Regions from separate parts of the Sus scrofa genome. Here regions 2 and 3 are each linked to region 1. Evidence: chromatin contacts called from public Hi-C and HiChIP or PLAC-seq data. All regions are on one chromosome and are shown on one strand. Each heading gives the region's core, a stretch centred on a gene start, on an enhancer-like site or on the middle of the called end of the contact. The rest is flanking DNA. Distances are from core to core; before and after follow the strand shown. Region 1 holds the start of CDC42EP1 (cdc42 effector protein 1). Region 2 holds the start of CARD10 (caspase recruitment domain-containing protein 10). Region 3 holds the start of GGA1 (ADP-ribosylation factor-binding protein GGA1).

Evidence for each region. Hi-C and Micro-C count contacts between places; a contact is called where the count stands out from the background. HiChIP or PLAC-seq counts read pairs in DNA pulled down with a chosen protein or histone mark.
Region 2: a Hi-C map of liver shows a contact between it and region 1, with 5 times the contacts expected there. The contact joins the promoter of CARD10 here to the promoter of CDC42EP1 in region 1. A contact is called at or near these places in 3 of 47 Hi-C or Micro-C datasets (liver and skeletal muscle) and 1 of 2 datasets of contacts at active chromatin or transcription factors (skeletal muscle).
Region 3: an H3K27ac HiChIP or PLAC-seq map of skeletal muscle shows a contact between it and region 1. The contact joins the promoter of GGA1 here to the promoter of CDC42EP1 in region 1. A contact is called at or near these places in 2 of 5 promoter capture datasets (both in liver), 10 of 47 Hi-C or Micro-C datasets (alveolar macrophages, embryonic fibroblasts, epiblast stem cells and 5 more) and 1 of 2 datasets of contacts at active chromatin or transcription factors (skeletal muscle).

Annotation. Positions count from the first base shown.
Region 1 is chr5:10,251,294-10,256,141 of Sscrofa11.1, forward strand. It overlaps CDC42EP1 (cdc42 effector protein 1), which reads right to left and starts at 2,137. Exons shown (of 3, transcript XM_013997533.2): 1 at 1,998-2,137.
Region 2 is chr5:10,288,789-10,293,636 of Sscrofa11.1, forward strand. CARD10 (caspase recruitment domain-containing protein 10) reads left to right here and starts at 1,909. Exons shown (of 21, transcript XM_021091509.1): 1 at 1,909-2,247; 2 at 2,420-2,671; 3 at 3,488-3,625. The coding sequence starts at 2,109.
Region 3 is chr5:10,211,044-10,215,891 of Sscrofa11.1, forward strand. It overlaps GGA1 (ADP-ribosylation factor-binding protein GGA1), which reads right to left and starts at 2,787. Exons shown (of 19, transcript XM_021091505.1): 1 at 2,352-2,787. The coding sequence starts at 2,394.

The DNA.
Region 1 (4,848 bases), core at 887-3,386:
ACAGGGGCTTGGGGAAGAGCTGTTGGAGGCAGTGGCAGACGCCCAACTGCCAAGCTCAGAAGGGCAGGTCTGGGAGGCGGGGCACTCAGCTCTGCAGAGTCCGTGTCTGTGACTTGAGCTCGAGTGGCCGCCGTGCGGCCTCAGGGTCCCAGGAGTCCTGATGTTTACCCTCCAGAGGATGGTCAGGCCTGGGTACTCGGTAGGAGCTTACTCAATAGCGCTGATGGCCCCAAGGACAAGGTTTGGGGCGGAAGCAGAGACCGCACTGCCAGAGGCCCATAGGGGTCGCTGTGGAGGCACATGTGGTTGGAACAGGCCACAGCTGTCGGAGGGAGGAGGGGGAAGGGGGCAGAGGCCAGGCTGTGGCCGCGTGGGGGAGGCTGCACCCTAGCCCTCACCTAGGGGTCACCGATTAGCAGCACCAGCTCTCATCCTGGAGGCCACTCGCTGCCCAGAGCCCCGTTCCGCAAGCGTCCGGCTGGGTTTTAACACCACCCCTACCGCTGGACAGAGGGACGTGTCTCGGTTAGGACCGCTCTGACCTCTTTTTAGGGGTTCACTCCCTGGGGGCTGCCTTCTCATGCCCTTCGAGTCCAGCCCCTTCGAGATGGGAACACGGAGGCCAGAAAGGGTAGCAAGCTGTCTGCAGTGGCAGCAGAGACCCGGTTCTCAGGACTTCAAGGGGGAGAGTGGGAGGGAGCGCCGTGGGCCACAGGGGAGAAACGGGGAGGCGGGGGGAGATGCTTTTTCCTCAACACCTCGAGTTGGAGCCAAATCAGCCTCTGACTCTGCGAGGCTGACTTGGCTTCGGCTGAGTCTCCCCCAGGCCTGGGTTCCGGTCCCTGCACCGCGTCCCTCCATGCCCCCTCCCCTCGCTGTGGTGTCCCGGCCAGTCCCTTGGCCCCTCTGAGCCTCAGTGTCCCGATCCAGAAAATGGGCTTAAACCTCTTGACTCTCCCGTGGCTCCGCAAGACGAGAACAAGCTCGAGGGCCGTCGGGACTGGAAATCCGAGAGACTAGCTCGGAAGCACTCCCTCTGGGAGGTACGGGGTTAGAATGTGGAGGGTCGCTCCGCGGGGAAGGGGGCAGCCGTCTGCCTTGGCCGGAGGGGAACTGGACGGGATGACCTCATCCGCCGCTCCGGCCTGGAATGCGGCGGCTGGGGAGGGGGCTGGGTGCCTGGTCCATCTCCCCAGCGGTTCCCCCAACTTCCCGCTCTCCGCGCCGGCCTCGCCAAGGGGCCCGACATTCCGACGACACCGAGCCCCCTCCTCGTTCCTTCCCTTCCTTTCCCAGGGCAGGAAGGAGCGCAGACGGCCCTCGGCTCGCCCCCTCCTCCCGCGCGCCGCTTTACCTCCCAATTCTCTGCCCCCCTCCGCTCGCCTGGGACATTGCAAAACAACCCGAAAATTTGGAGCGTCCCCGCGCCGCTCCGGGCAGGCCTGTTGGCACCCCGGGCGCCTTTGGCAGGCTGGCCTCTCTTCCCTGCCCAGGCCCGGAGAGCCTAGAGGGGTGCCAAGTCCTGGCGGGCGTCCACGCCCACTTCGGGTTCGACGACCCGGGGGGCAGCTCGCGGTTACCTTCTCGAGCCCCGGGAGCGGGGGCTGAAGGGCGGACGCGGCGGCGGCGGCGGCGGCGGCGGTGGCGGTGGCGCGTCCCGGCGCGCAGCCCTGGCGAGTGGCTGGGCCGGTCTGCGCCGCCCTGGCCGCGGGCTCCGCCGGCTGCCTCCCGGGGCGGGGGCGGGGTGTGGGCGCGCTCCCTCCTCCCGCCTCTCTCCTCCCGCCTGCGGGCGGGGCCGGGCCCCCGTCCCGGGCACCGATCACGCCGCCCGAGTGGCAGTGGCAAGAGCTGGAGGGGGAGCGGCGGGGGCGCCAGGTCCGGCTCTTGCCCGCTGCCCGGGGCAGGGGGTGCTAGAGAACGTGCGGGTCGCCAGGACGAGTTGACTCGGGTCCCCGTCTCCCAAACCCTCTCCCTGCGTGGCCTTGCTGCGTCCTGACCTGCTAACTCTCGCTGCTGGGCACTCCAGGCGCTCCCTGCGGGACGTTGAGGAATCCGGAAGCCGGATCTCCGAGGCCGTGCATGGTAGAGACCGCCTTAGACCTTGAGTTCTACAAATTGGATGCCCACTCCGTTTCTCCCAACCCCCATGCCTTTCACTCCAGCACAGGTCCTGCGGGGGCCAGGACATAGACTTAAGTCATACTGGGGCGCAAGCCACTGGTGGAGTGGTGTGGTGTCGTGCTCAGGGCTGTGGACCTTAGACCCTAACAGCCCTGCTTCCTATCCTGTCTCCATTGCTACTTATCCTTTCTGCACCTCTGCTTTCCCATCTGTACAATGGGATAATGACAGTAGGCATCGGATGGTATGTTGTTAAGTGTTCTCTGCTGTGTCAGCACCTAGGAGGCTTGTTGAGCTAGTCCATGAGGTCACAGCTCAGGTGGATGGGTTCCCAAAGCTTTGCTGAACACCCCTCAACCCCACCCATGAGGGACAGGGAATCGGCCAGGCGCAGGCCCCTGCACCATCCTCGCGGAGGGCAGATGGATCTCTCATCTCTGCCTCATGCTGTTCTGACCTCCTCTGATGCTCCCCTTGGACTTGGGGCCCCTGAAGGACAGGCGGGAAGACCAGTGGGGGGTGTGTGGGGGGGTGACCTTCAACAGAGAGACCCCTAACACAGCCTGCAGGGGAGGGATGGAGCTCAGCGAGGTGTCCTAGAAGAGGTGAGTTGAGTTGTAGAGGTCACCTAGGCAAGGGACGGGCAGAGAGAGCCCCAGCCGAGCCTTGGCGCCAAGGAGTGCAGGGAGGAGCCATATTTACACACACGTGGAAAAGGGAGGTTTTGCTGTTCACAGGGTGCTGCACCTCTTTCAGTGGCTCCTGGGGTCCTCACGTTGGCCACCGAGGGGGTTACTCCCCCAGATGGACAGATGGCGAAACTGAAGCATGAGGAATCCCAGCACTGGAGTTCCCGCTGCGGGATCAGTGGCGTTTCTGGAGCGCTGGGACACGGGTTCGATCCCCTGCCCGGCACAGTGGGTTAAGGATCCATAGGTGCCACAGCTTTGGTATAGGTCATAACTGTGGCTCACATCTGCTCCCTGGCCCAGAAACTCCACATGCTGCGGGGCAGCCAAGAAAGAATTCCAGCACCTGCCCAAGTGGCACAGCAGTAGCACCACGACTCCAGTCAAAACTCCAGTCAGTCAGAACTCTTTCCCTGGGGTCAGGCTTGGAAGTGCTTTGCTCCCGGGACTGGCGGGGGCAGGGAGGGAGAATTAGGAACATGCTAGAGGCTTGCTGAAGAGCATGGGGAGAGGGGGGCTGCCCCTGAGAGGCCCAGATGGGGGGCACCGTCAAGGGCTGAGAGAGGGCTGGGCCAGGTGTCGGGACTTAACCTTGGGCCACATGTCCCGCGTCACCAAGCCAGCAAGCAGTGTGATCAGGTGTGCCTTTGGAAGCTCTTGCTGTGAGCCAAGAATGGCTGGGAAGGAAGCGATGGAGGGGGGATTAGTACTGCATGGTTGTTATCATTAATAGCAGTAGTAATAACCAGCATTTATTGAGCGCCTAATGCACACCCAGTCCTGTAGCCCCGCACAGGCAGCATCAGAGTTAATCCTCATGCGATGCCTGTAGGGACAGTACTGCCATCATGTCCATTTTGCAGAGAAGCAAAGTGATTTTCCCAAAGCCTCCAACTGTGGCAGGATGGCCAGACTTTCCAGTTTGCCCAGGAGAGTCCCAAATGACGCCTACTGTCCCACCATAATTATTATTTTTTTCTTTTTAAGGTGGCAATGGAGGTTCCCAGGCTAGGGGCCAAATAAGAGCTTCAGCCACCGGCCTACACCACAGCCACAGCCACAGCCACGCTGGATCCTATGCCACAGCTCACGGCAACGCTGGATCCCTAATCCACTGAGAGAGGCCAGGGATTGAACCTGCAACCTCACGGACACTATGTTGGCTTCTTTTTTTTTTTTGGCTTTTTACCATTTCTTGGGCCGCTCTCACTGCATATGGAGGTTCCCAGGCTAGGGGTCGAATCGGAGCTGTAGCTGCCGGCCTACGCCACAGCCACGGCAACTCAGAATCTGAGCTGTGTTTGTGACCTACACCACAGCTTAGGGCAATGCTGGATCCTTAACCCACTGAGCGAGGCTGGGGATTGAACCCGTATCCTCATGGATCCCAGTCAGGTTCGTTAACCTGCTATTATTATTACTATTTTTTTAACTGTTTTTTTTTTTTTTTTTTGTCTTTTTTTTTTGCCGTTTCTTGGGCCGCTTCCATGGCATATGGAGGTTCCCAGGCTAGGGGTCTAATTGGAGCTGTAGCTGCCAGCCTGCACCACAGCCACAGCAAGGAGGGATCCAAGCCGTGTCCGCGACCTACACCACAGCTCACAGCAACACGAGACCGTTAACCCACTGAGCAAGGGCAGGGATCGAACCCGAAACCTCATGGTTCCTAGTCAGATTCATTAACCACTGCGCCACGACGGGAACTCCCTAACCTGCTATTATTAATAGCACTTCCTTTTACTCTCAAAAGTTACCGGGTGAGACAATAAATTACACATCACTCTAGCCAGAGGGTCCCCAGAGCAGCTGGCTAAGGAAGGAGTTTGGTATGACCTCAGAGGCCCTGAACTGGAATCTTGACTCCTTGGCTTCCTGGCCTTTGTGTGACCACGGGCAAGGCACTTGGCCTCTTTGAGCCTCAGGTTTCTTGTCTGTAAAATGGATATATAATACCAGCACAGAAATTTGCTGCTTTCAGGTACTTACTATTTGCTGCGAGCCCCAGAGAGAGGCCTGAGAAGGTTACAACCTGTCATAC
Region 2 (4,848 bases), core at 659-3,158, 37 kb after region 1:
CTGCCTGCCTGGCATGACTGTAGAGAGAGGATGAATGCAGCAGAACCCGCAAAAGGACACTCGTGCAGGTGATGCTTTATTGCACGTGTTTGCTCTGGGTGACAGGATGCCCAGGGACAGGAGATGAACCAGGGGCTCTGCTTTGCGGGGAGGTGGGTGTATCCCCACTTGTCTCCCACCTGGCTGGATGCCCACTGTGGGCGAGTGTGTGTGTGTGTGTGTAACTGCATGTGACTAGGTGAGCCTGCCCCCCAGTGAGACTTCTCTGTCTACTTACTGCCGGCCGCTTGCTGTCTGTGCCTTATCTCCAGGCCCAGCTTTGGCTTCTCGATGAGAAAATAATTAACCACAGGAGCATTTTCTGTGGCCTTCATCTCATTCTCCTGGCCAAGTTCAAAGTATTCACAATGAATAGATCTGCTGGTGGGAGGAGCACAGGAGGCCAAGGGCAACCGGGGCTGTTGGGAGGTAGGCCTGCCATGTGCCCGGGCTCAGAGTCTGGGTGAGGAGAAAGATGGGCCAGGGGCTGGGCCCTGGCCTGGTCCCACTGCTTCCTCGTTGTGCAAATTAGGGCAAGTTCCTTGCCCTATTGGGCCTCTGGTTCCCCCTCTGTGAACTGAGGAATTTGCACCAGAATTCAGTACTTCCAAAGCATTTCCCCCTGATGTAAACAGATGATCTCCAAAGCAAAACAAACACACAAGAAATGGTTAATTCAGTTTGGGAAAGGGCACTACGATATATAAAATTAAACCAGCTTCTCTACTGCAGGGCTTTTCAGGGACTTCCTTGGTTGAAAACTTTTCTTTCTTTGGATACGTAACACGAATGCACATGGCATGTAATTCAGACGGTGCAGAAGGAGCTTGGGGAGCTCACACCTCCCTCTTTCCTGTGCCGGCTCTGCCCCTCTGCTCTTCACTTGCAGCAGGGCCCCACTGGCAGTTTCTACTGCATGGAGAGATGGTATCATATGTGCCAGCAGATATGGGTGTCCGTTTTATAGTGGTCAGTGACCACAAGTTTCCCAAGGCGGGAGGGTGGAGCATGGATGCAGCATTTCTCACACTTGGACCACAGAACCACTCCCAGGCATTTCTGGGTCCAGTGTTTAGAGGAACAACCTTTGGAACACGGGTTCCTGGTCTTCATGTTCTAAAATGAGACTTTATACAGGAGGGGAGCTGGCGGTGGTGCCCTGAGAGATCAGACTCTCATCTCGGAGAAGGCAGCCATAACCTCTGTCTTTTTCTGCCCAGCCGGCGGCTGCTCTTTAGCTTTGGGAAAGGGGCCAGAGCTGGTAGCCCATATGGGGACACTGAGGCAGAGAGGGCAAGCGCCCCCCCCCACCCCAGGTCTGGAGCAGGTCAGAGGCCCTCTGGGATCAAGATCTCCTGCTCCCAGGCAGTGCTCTCACATCAAGGGCCTCAATAGGCCCACAGCTCGGCTGGGCCCTAGAAGGGCTCTGGTCCCTGGGGATTGTTCTCGAAAGCGTGGGAGCCCTGCCCCACACTGCATGGTCACTTCCTGAGAGACCTAGCAGGTAGGATTGTGATCGGGTGTGCGGCACCTGCACAGGGTTGGTGTGCTGTGTAGGTTGTGTGGGACCTCTGAACAATGAGTACCGTGTGCTGGTGTGATGCGTGTGCCGGTGCGACGTGTGTGCTGCCTGGTGTGATACTGTGTGCCAGTGTGATCAGTGTGCCGCGCCCGTGCTGATGTTTCGTGTGCGCCTTGTGGCCGCCTGCCAGCTGCAGGCCAAGGTCGGTGCCAGGTGCCATGTGCCAGCGGCCGGCCAGACACCGAGTGCGCGCTGGGGGCTCGGGGGCCAATGCCGCGTGCCCGGTGCGCGCGCGCGTGCGCGAGCGGGAAAAGGTGTGCGGCGGCGCGCGGGAGGCTGTGAGCGTGCGTGGCCCCGCAGCTCCGCCCCGTCCCGAGGCCGGGCAGGTGTGGGCGGGCCGCTTGGACCCCGCCGAGTCCCGGCAGGGAGAGCCGGCGGGAAACAGGAAGCAGGGGGAGGCGCGCGGCGGCCGGACGGCGGGGAGCCTGGCGTGCGGGCGGACGAGCGGGTGGCTGTGCGGCCGGACGCTGGCCCGGCCGGGGCGGCGATGTCCGGAGGCCCGGGCAGTCCCGGCGGCCACGGGGCCGGGGGCGGGGCTGGGGGCGCCGCGGACCCCGCCCCGCTGCGCCGGCGGAGCCGCCGCCCGAGCGCCGACCCGGGAGTTCGAGGCGGCGGCGGAGTGCGGGGTGAGTCCCGGGGCTGCGGGGGGCCGGGCAGCCGCCCCGGCGGACGGGGCGCAGGAGGGGGGGTCCGGCGGCGCCGGGCAGCTCGTCCTGCAGGCGACGCCCGGAGCTGTGATCGGCCCGCGCACCCCGCCCCGGGCGCCGGCGCTGACCCCCGCGCGCCTCTGGCCCGCAGACCCCGAGGACGCGGCCATGCCAGGAGGGGCCGAGGCGGGGGAGACCGAAGAGGAGGCCGGGGGCGGCTCAGGGTCCGAGGCGGAGGAGGACGCGCTGTGGGAGCGGATCGAGGGCGTCCGGCACCGGCTGACGCGCGCCCTCAACCCGGCCAAGCTCACGCCGTATCTGCGCCAATGCCGGGTCATCGACGAGCAAGACGAGGAAGAGGTGCTGAGCACCTACCGCTTCCCGTGCCGCGTCAACCGCACCGGTGAGCCGTGCAGGGCGCGCGGGGTCGGGCCTGAGCGGGCGGGGCCCCACCTTCCCTGGGGCCTTGTTCAGAGCGGACCGGCCGGGTGAGGGGGTTGGTGTGCCCACTATCCTAGCTCCAGAACCACCGTTATGACCCAGCGTGTCCGCGGTGCCCGCACCACGTCTGGAGTTTTCTGCCACTTCCTGGGCCCACCTTAGAGCAACGGGTTGGCTGTAGTTGCCAGTGCAGGCTGGGCTTGGGACCTCGCGGTCACAGCTGGTGGACTTGGCATCTATCCTGTGTCCTTTGATCTCTCGTGTTCTCTCTAAGCCCCCCCCCCACACCTTCTGTGCGCCAGACACTCCTTGGAGAGTTATTTTTCTTCAAGGGCTCAAAACTCATGTCGGCCTTTTGAGGGTGTCCTCTTCCAGAGGTTCTGCCTTTAAACCAGAGCTGGCAAAGGAATGAGGGTCTAATGGTGGAATTTCAGGCATTGGCCAGCGAGGGAAGTATTCGACTTTGTGTTTGTAGGTGGGGCTGCTGTTGAAGAGCTGGGCTCTTTGCTGGCCCTGTATCTTTGTGTGCATGGGGCGGGGGCTGCAGGAGTTGTTGAAGCACAGGTGCCACTGGGGCTGGGGTGGGTCCTGCCTGACTCTCCTGGCTGTGGCAGAGGGCTCTCCCCTGATGTGTTGAGACAGGCCCCTGTATGTGTCACTGGTTCAAAAAAATCTGGGCAACGTGGGCCCTGGAATATTGGGGGATGGAGAGGGAAGAAAGCTAGGCATTGGGGGGAGCCCTCATCTTAACCTTTGGGGACAACCCCCCCCTCCCCAGGGCGCCTAATGGACATTTTGCGCTGCCGAGGGAAGAGGGGCTACGAGGCCTTCCTGGAAGCCCTGGAGTTCTACTACCCCGAGCACTTCACGCTGCTCACGGGCCAAGAGCCTGCCCAGCGCTGCTCCATGATCCTTGGTAAGTGGGTCCCCAGTGGGTGCCAGAGTCTCGGACGCCCCTGCAGAGAATTCCTTACCCTGTCCCTGTCAGGGAGGCTCTCCCGTTATCCCCGATGAACAGATGGGGAGACTGAGGCACAGAGAGAACCGAAAGGGTTTGCTCAAGGCTGAATATGGGATTGGGAATCTAATGCAGCTGTAGTTCGAATCCAGAGCCCACACGCTTAATGTGGCTCTCGCTCCCTGACATTGTTCTCAGACACGCACGTGTCAGGCGTATCCCAGTGAACAGTTTCGTCTGTGAAAAATTCAGACGCGCCAGGAGACCTTAGAATGAATAGGAAAGATATTTGCTTCTCCCTTCAGCCCTGCTCTGCTTGTAACAGTTCGGCAAGTCTCCTTTCTCTTTGTACTTAGGCGTGCGCATGCACACACCCCCACCCACACATACACACTCACAGGAGATCATCTTACATGTCTTGCACTGTATCTTGCTTTTTCTCAGAACAACTGATTTTTGTGATTCTTCCACACCTGTTAGACTGGTTTTCAATGACTTCTTGGTGTTCTTCAGTGATGTGCCACAGTCCGTTCACCTGGCTCCTGTTGATGGACAGCTAAGCTGGTTCTAGTTTGCACCATTACAGTGTCGGGACCGTCTTTCTGGGTGCATCTTTGTGCAAATGTGTGTCTCAGGAGGAGAGCTTCTGAGAAGTCCGATTTCTTAGAGAATGTGTGTTTTAAAAGTTGAGTCACTGTGCGTTCCTCCAGCAGTGTAGGAGCGCCCATTTTACCTTGGGGACACTGAAAAAGCATTTTTGCCGTCAGAAGTGTCAAGAATAATATGCTGTTGTTTTAATTGTGTACTTTGTTGAGAGCTGTTCATAGCTTACTAGTGAGTAAACCTTAGACAAATGGCTTGACATTTCTGTGCCTCAGCTTTTGTGTCTCTAAAATGGGTGCAATAGGAGTTCCCGTCATAGCTTAGTGGTTAACAAATCCGACTAGGAACCATGAGGTTGCGGGTTCCATCCCTGGCCTTGCTCAGTGGGTTAAGGATCTGGTGTGCTGTGAGCTGTGGTGTAGGTTGCAGATGCGGCTCAGATCCCGCGTTGTTGTGGCTGTGGTGTAGGCTGGCAGCTACAGCTCCAATTAGACCCCTAGCCTGGGAACCTCCATATGCCATGGAAGCAGCCCTAGAAATGGCAAAAAGACAAAAATAAATAAATAACAATAAAAAAA
Region 3 (4,848 bases), core at 1,537-4,036, 40 kb before region 1:
TATTCAACAAATATTCTGAGTGTGAGGCCAGGGCAGTGAACAGGACAAAATCCCTACCCTCCTGCAGCTCATGGCCCAGCAAGAGAAACGCTGACTACTCAGGATAAACGATCACAGGATACTGTGTATTGTTGCAGAGTGCTATGAAGAAAAACATAGCAAGCAAGCAGGCAAGAAAGAAACAGAGAAAGAGAAGAAAGAAGGGAGGGAGGGAGGAAGGAAGAAAGAACGACAAGCAGAGCAGGGAGAAGGTACAGAGAGTGTGTGTTCGGGGCACGGGCTCTCAGAGGTACAGCTGAGCGGAGTTCTGAATGAGGCACTTTCTCTCTGCATACAAATCCTTCCCAGGAGCCCTGCAGAGTTCTCCAGTCCCGGGAGAAATGAAGCCCCTGCTGACCACCAGGAATAGGCCCCTCCAGCTACTCTGCCACCCAGCCCCCCAACACCGTCAGAGGCGGGGGAACACCAGCCTGCAGTGAGAAAGATAGACTAGGGCTGGCTATTGCCTACCCAATGACATCCAGCTGGGGACCCTGAATCAGGAAGTCCTGTAAAGTGTCAGAGACGCATGAGTCTGAGTGAGGACAGAGAAGCTGGTTCTCGAGCCTGCTTCTGAGTCACAAGCCAGGGAGGAAGAAGTAATGGCATCATAAGACATCATCTCTGCATCTGGTTCAGAGCGAGGGCCTCTGGGTCCAAGGTGCTCTGAATAATTTCTCTGGCCCTGGCCCCCAACTCCCAGCCCCCTTACCTCTGCCTGGCCGGGGCGGGGGGGGGGAGAGCACCCTCCCCAGCAGGCAGCAGGGGAGAGCACCCAGGGAGGGAAGGGGTGTTTCACAACAGGGCGTGTGACTCTGCTCTGTCACCCTACAGTGACGGGAACATCATCACTGACCCACCAGAAGCTACTTTTTACCTCCAGCCACTGTGAGGGGAGAACTTATAATTTTGTGAGGGGATGAAAAAGAAAACAATCTCAGCCCCAACTGGAGTCCAGCCTCCTGCCAAACCTGTGTGCCCTGACTCCTGTCTGTTCCTCAGATCAGATCCTCTGACCCTGCAGAAAATCCCCACTGCTGCTCAACCTGACACTGGTTTTGTATCAGCCACAGCCCAAGGCCTGCGGCGGTCAGATCTATCAACCAGGGCCCTGCCCATCCCCCCCAGTTATTGCTGTGACCTGGACACTTGTGGCGTTCCAGAACAGTCTCGATGGCCGCTGAGTGCTTCCTTTCCAGGCCCTCCCCCTCCGCTGGAGACAGTGTGATTCTGGGACCAACCTCAGAACTCAACTCTGCACAAGACTGGCTTCAAAGGGGCTGATCATAGCCCCCCAACACCCTGGGCAGCTCCCTGGTGTGCCTGAGGCCAGGAGGCTGAACTGAAGGTAGACCTGAGCAGAGGCTGCCCCGAGGTCCTGTGGCAGATGTGGGCCCAACAGGAAGAAAGACTTGAGAGGGAGCTGTCACCAGCCCGGGGAGAAGCAAGCCATGCTTTGAGGGGTTGTGAGAGCTGAAAAGCTTCTGTAGTGTGGGATAGGGAGGTCAGGTGGACCGTGTAGCGGCTGATACTCTGAAAGCCAGGTATTAGGAAGAGACACAGGAGGGGATGCAGAGGCATTTGGAGGAAGCCAGGAGAGGGCTGGGAAAGGAGTCTGGTGAGGGTGCAGAAGCCAAGGGGCTGGGTTGAGGGCAGGGATAGAGACCTTGAAATTACTTCTGGAGTCTGAGACCGGACTCAAACCTGTAGGGTTTAGGGGTTTCTCACTATGTGGCCAGAACTCGGGGGCTCTCATGGGTTAGTGGACCCTCCCTTCCTGGGTGGGGGAACGAGCAAATCTGAGCGGAGATGCAAGCTCAAGGAATGGATAGGAGCGAGTCACGCATGCAGCGTCAGAAAGCGGAGGATTCGGGGTTCCAGGGGAGCAGGATCCCTCCCTCTTGGGTCTGAGGTTCAGCCCCAGGGGCTGCTCGCTTGCTACCATCCCGGGCTCCTTGGAAAGACTAGGGCGTCCGTTCCGCGTTGAAGTCTGGGCCCGAGGGGGTTGGAGGCTGCTTTCTCCATCCCGGAGGTTCTGGGCACAGAGAGGGGCGCAGCTCACTCCTCCCTGGGGGTCGCTGCCCTCGGATCGGAAGGGTAGGCGGCGCCCGCTCGCGTCGCCAGTCCGCGCACCTGCTGGGGTCTCTATTCAACCCAGAGTCTGAGGTACCGGCTTGGGACACCGTCCCTCCCCGGGCCGGGGGCGGGGCGTGAGGAGGGGGCGCCCCGTACCCCGCCTCCGTCGGGAAGGGGCCCGCCTAGTGCCCCTGGTTCCGGTTCCGGTCCGGCCCGCGCCCCTCCCGGACACTCACTGATTCGCGCCTCCAGAGTCTCCGGCTCCATCGCGGGCTCCATCCGCCACGGGCCCCCAGCCTCGGCACCGCCCCCCGCCCCCCGCCGCTCTCGCGGGACCTCCTCGGCACCGCCCTCGGCCGATTAAAGGGGCAACGTCCGTCCCAACGCGCGAGAGCGGAGCGTGAGAGCATTCAGCACCATAGAGACGAGAACTACTCGCCTAGAGCGTCACTTGCTCGCCCAACCCCTCCCCTAAGCGGCGACTGCGGGGGGAGGAACGGGTTGCCGGCCTCCTCGTCCACAGCGCTCAGGCCGGAGAGGAAGCAGAAGGACTCGGGGCTGAGAGCTGCACCATGGAAACCCCGCGGGACGCTCTAATTCGTTTCGCGTCACGAAAACGCTTGTGACCGCTTCCGGCCGAACGTTCCACCGCCATCTTTTTGAGGGGCTCTTAGGTCACTTCCGGAATCCTGAGCGGGTATTTCCGCTTAGATGTAAACATGGCGGGGCCTTAAAAGGGCAACGACTTACTTGGGCCGTTAAAGTTTATTGAGTGTTTACAGTTGTCCAAGCATCGTTTTAAGCACTTTTTTTTTCCCCCTTGGCTGCGTCCAAAGCATGTGGAAATTCCCAGGCTAGGTATTGAACCTGCGCCACAGCAGTGACAACAGGGGATCCTTAGCCGGCTAAGCCACCAGGGAACTCCTTTGAGAACTTTTACACATTTTTCTATTTACTCCTCACAACAAACCAATGAACCGGATCGTTTGAGGTCACACAAGTGGCAAAGCCCGAACCCCGTGCTATCTCCTGCATTCATTCTGAGATCATTTCATGCACCCCGCAGTTTCCAGGCCCCGGGGCACGTCACGAGCTCACCTGGGTCCGTTTCCTTCTGTCGCCCCCTGGCGGCCTTCCGGGGAACTGACCCGTGGTGTGCTCGGGAGCCTCCCTGTCTCCTGGAGGGTTAAAGGGAATCTGGCGAATCCGGTTCTGCTCAGCCGTTGCCTTCGCAAGCGACCTCGATTCACCTTGCAGAACCGAGGTGACCTCATCAGGGAGTTTGAGAGGCATGTGCTTGGGTCAGTTTTTCCCCTAAACTCAACTATTCAGCAAACCGAGATGCTTTTCTCAACTCTCCCCCACAAACCATTAAAATTATACAGGAAAGTGATATGTATGTTTATTGCATTCCTCAATAAAAGCTGTAACATAATATGTACTTAGAGCTCTTTTCGTTTGTTTCTTTTATTACTGTGACATGAATTGTTACAGAAATAATACATTTACCGCACTGATTTAGGGGCACATGCAGTCTGTCCAGGGTCACGTTTTAAAGAGAGCAGAGATTTGACCAGGGTTCAAATTCTGACCTCGCTGCTTTCCAAACTGCCCTAGGACAAGTCACTTAGCCTCCTTGGATCTCAAGACTTCCCATCTGAATCATTCTTGTTAGAATTCAGTGAACCAGTGTTTGCTAAGTGAATCCCCCCAACACAGGCTCCCCACTCACTGTCTCGGCTGAACTTTTCTCCTTAGCACCTGTCTCCACTGATTACTTCTTTTCTTCATCGTGTCTTTTGTCTCTTGCCCCCACTGGAAGGTAAGCTCTGTGAGGACGAGGAATTTCATCTATTTGGTTCATCGATGTATCCTCAAGGCTTGAAAGAATAACTGGCACATAAGTGTTCAATCAACACGCATTGAGGTGTTTCCTGGCGGCTCAGTGGGTTAAGGATTCGGGGTTGTCACTGTTTTGGCTCCGGTTGCAGCTGTGGCGCAGGTTGGCTCCCTGGCCCAGGAACTACAGCATGCCATGGGTGCGGCCAAAAAAAAAAAAAAAAAAAAATCATGCATTGAATGCATGAATGAGTTGAAACTATTATTCATAAGCTTTACCGGCAGAGGGATGCAGGAATGTGCCCACTGTTGCACAGCAAACGGGGAGCGGGGGAGCCAGGTCATACATTTGATGACAGCTCTAGGCTTGCCTCATTGAGTCCTGAAGAGCAGGGTTGGTGACGAGTCAGAAAAGTGGCTATGCAGGTAAGGCCTGGCCCAGACTGGGGCTCAGGGTACAAGGTTTGGAAGGAGGAACTTGAGAAGGGGGTTGAAGGCGAGGATGGTTGAAGGAAAGACCAAGAGAGCAAACAGGAAACTCAGAAATTGGGCTCTTCGGGGTTTTTTTGTTTGTTTGTTTTTGTCTTTTTGTCTTTTCTAGGGCTGCACCCGCGGCATATGGAGGTTCCCAGGATAGGGGTCTAATTGGAGCTGTAGATGCTGGCCTACACCGGAGCCACAGCAACGCGAGATCTGAGCCACATCTGCGACCTACACCACAGCTCACGGCAACACTGGATCGTTAACCCACTGAGTGAGGCCAGGGATCGAACCCGAAACCTCATGGTTCCTAGTCGGATCCATTAACCACTGAGCCAGGACAGGAACTCCAGAAATTGGGCTCTTTGACGGCTGTTCCTGTCTCCACCACGAGTTCCTCCGAGTGACTCGTGG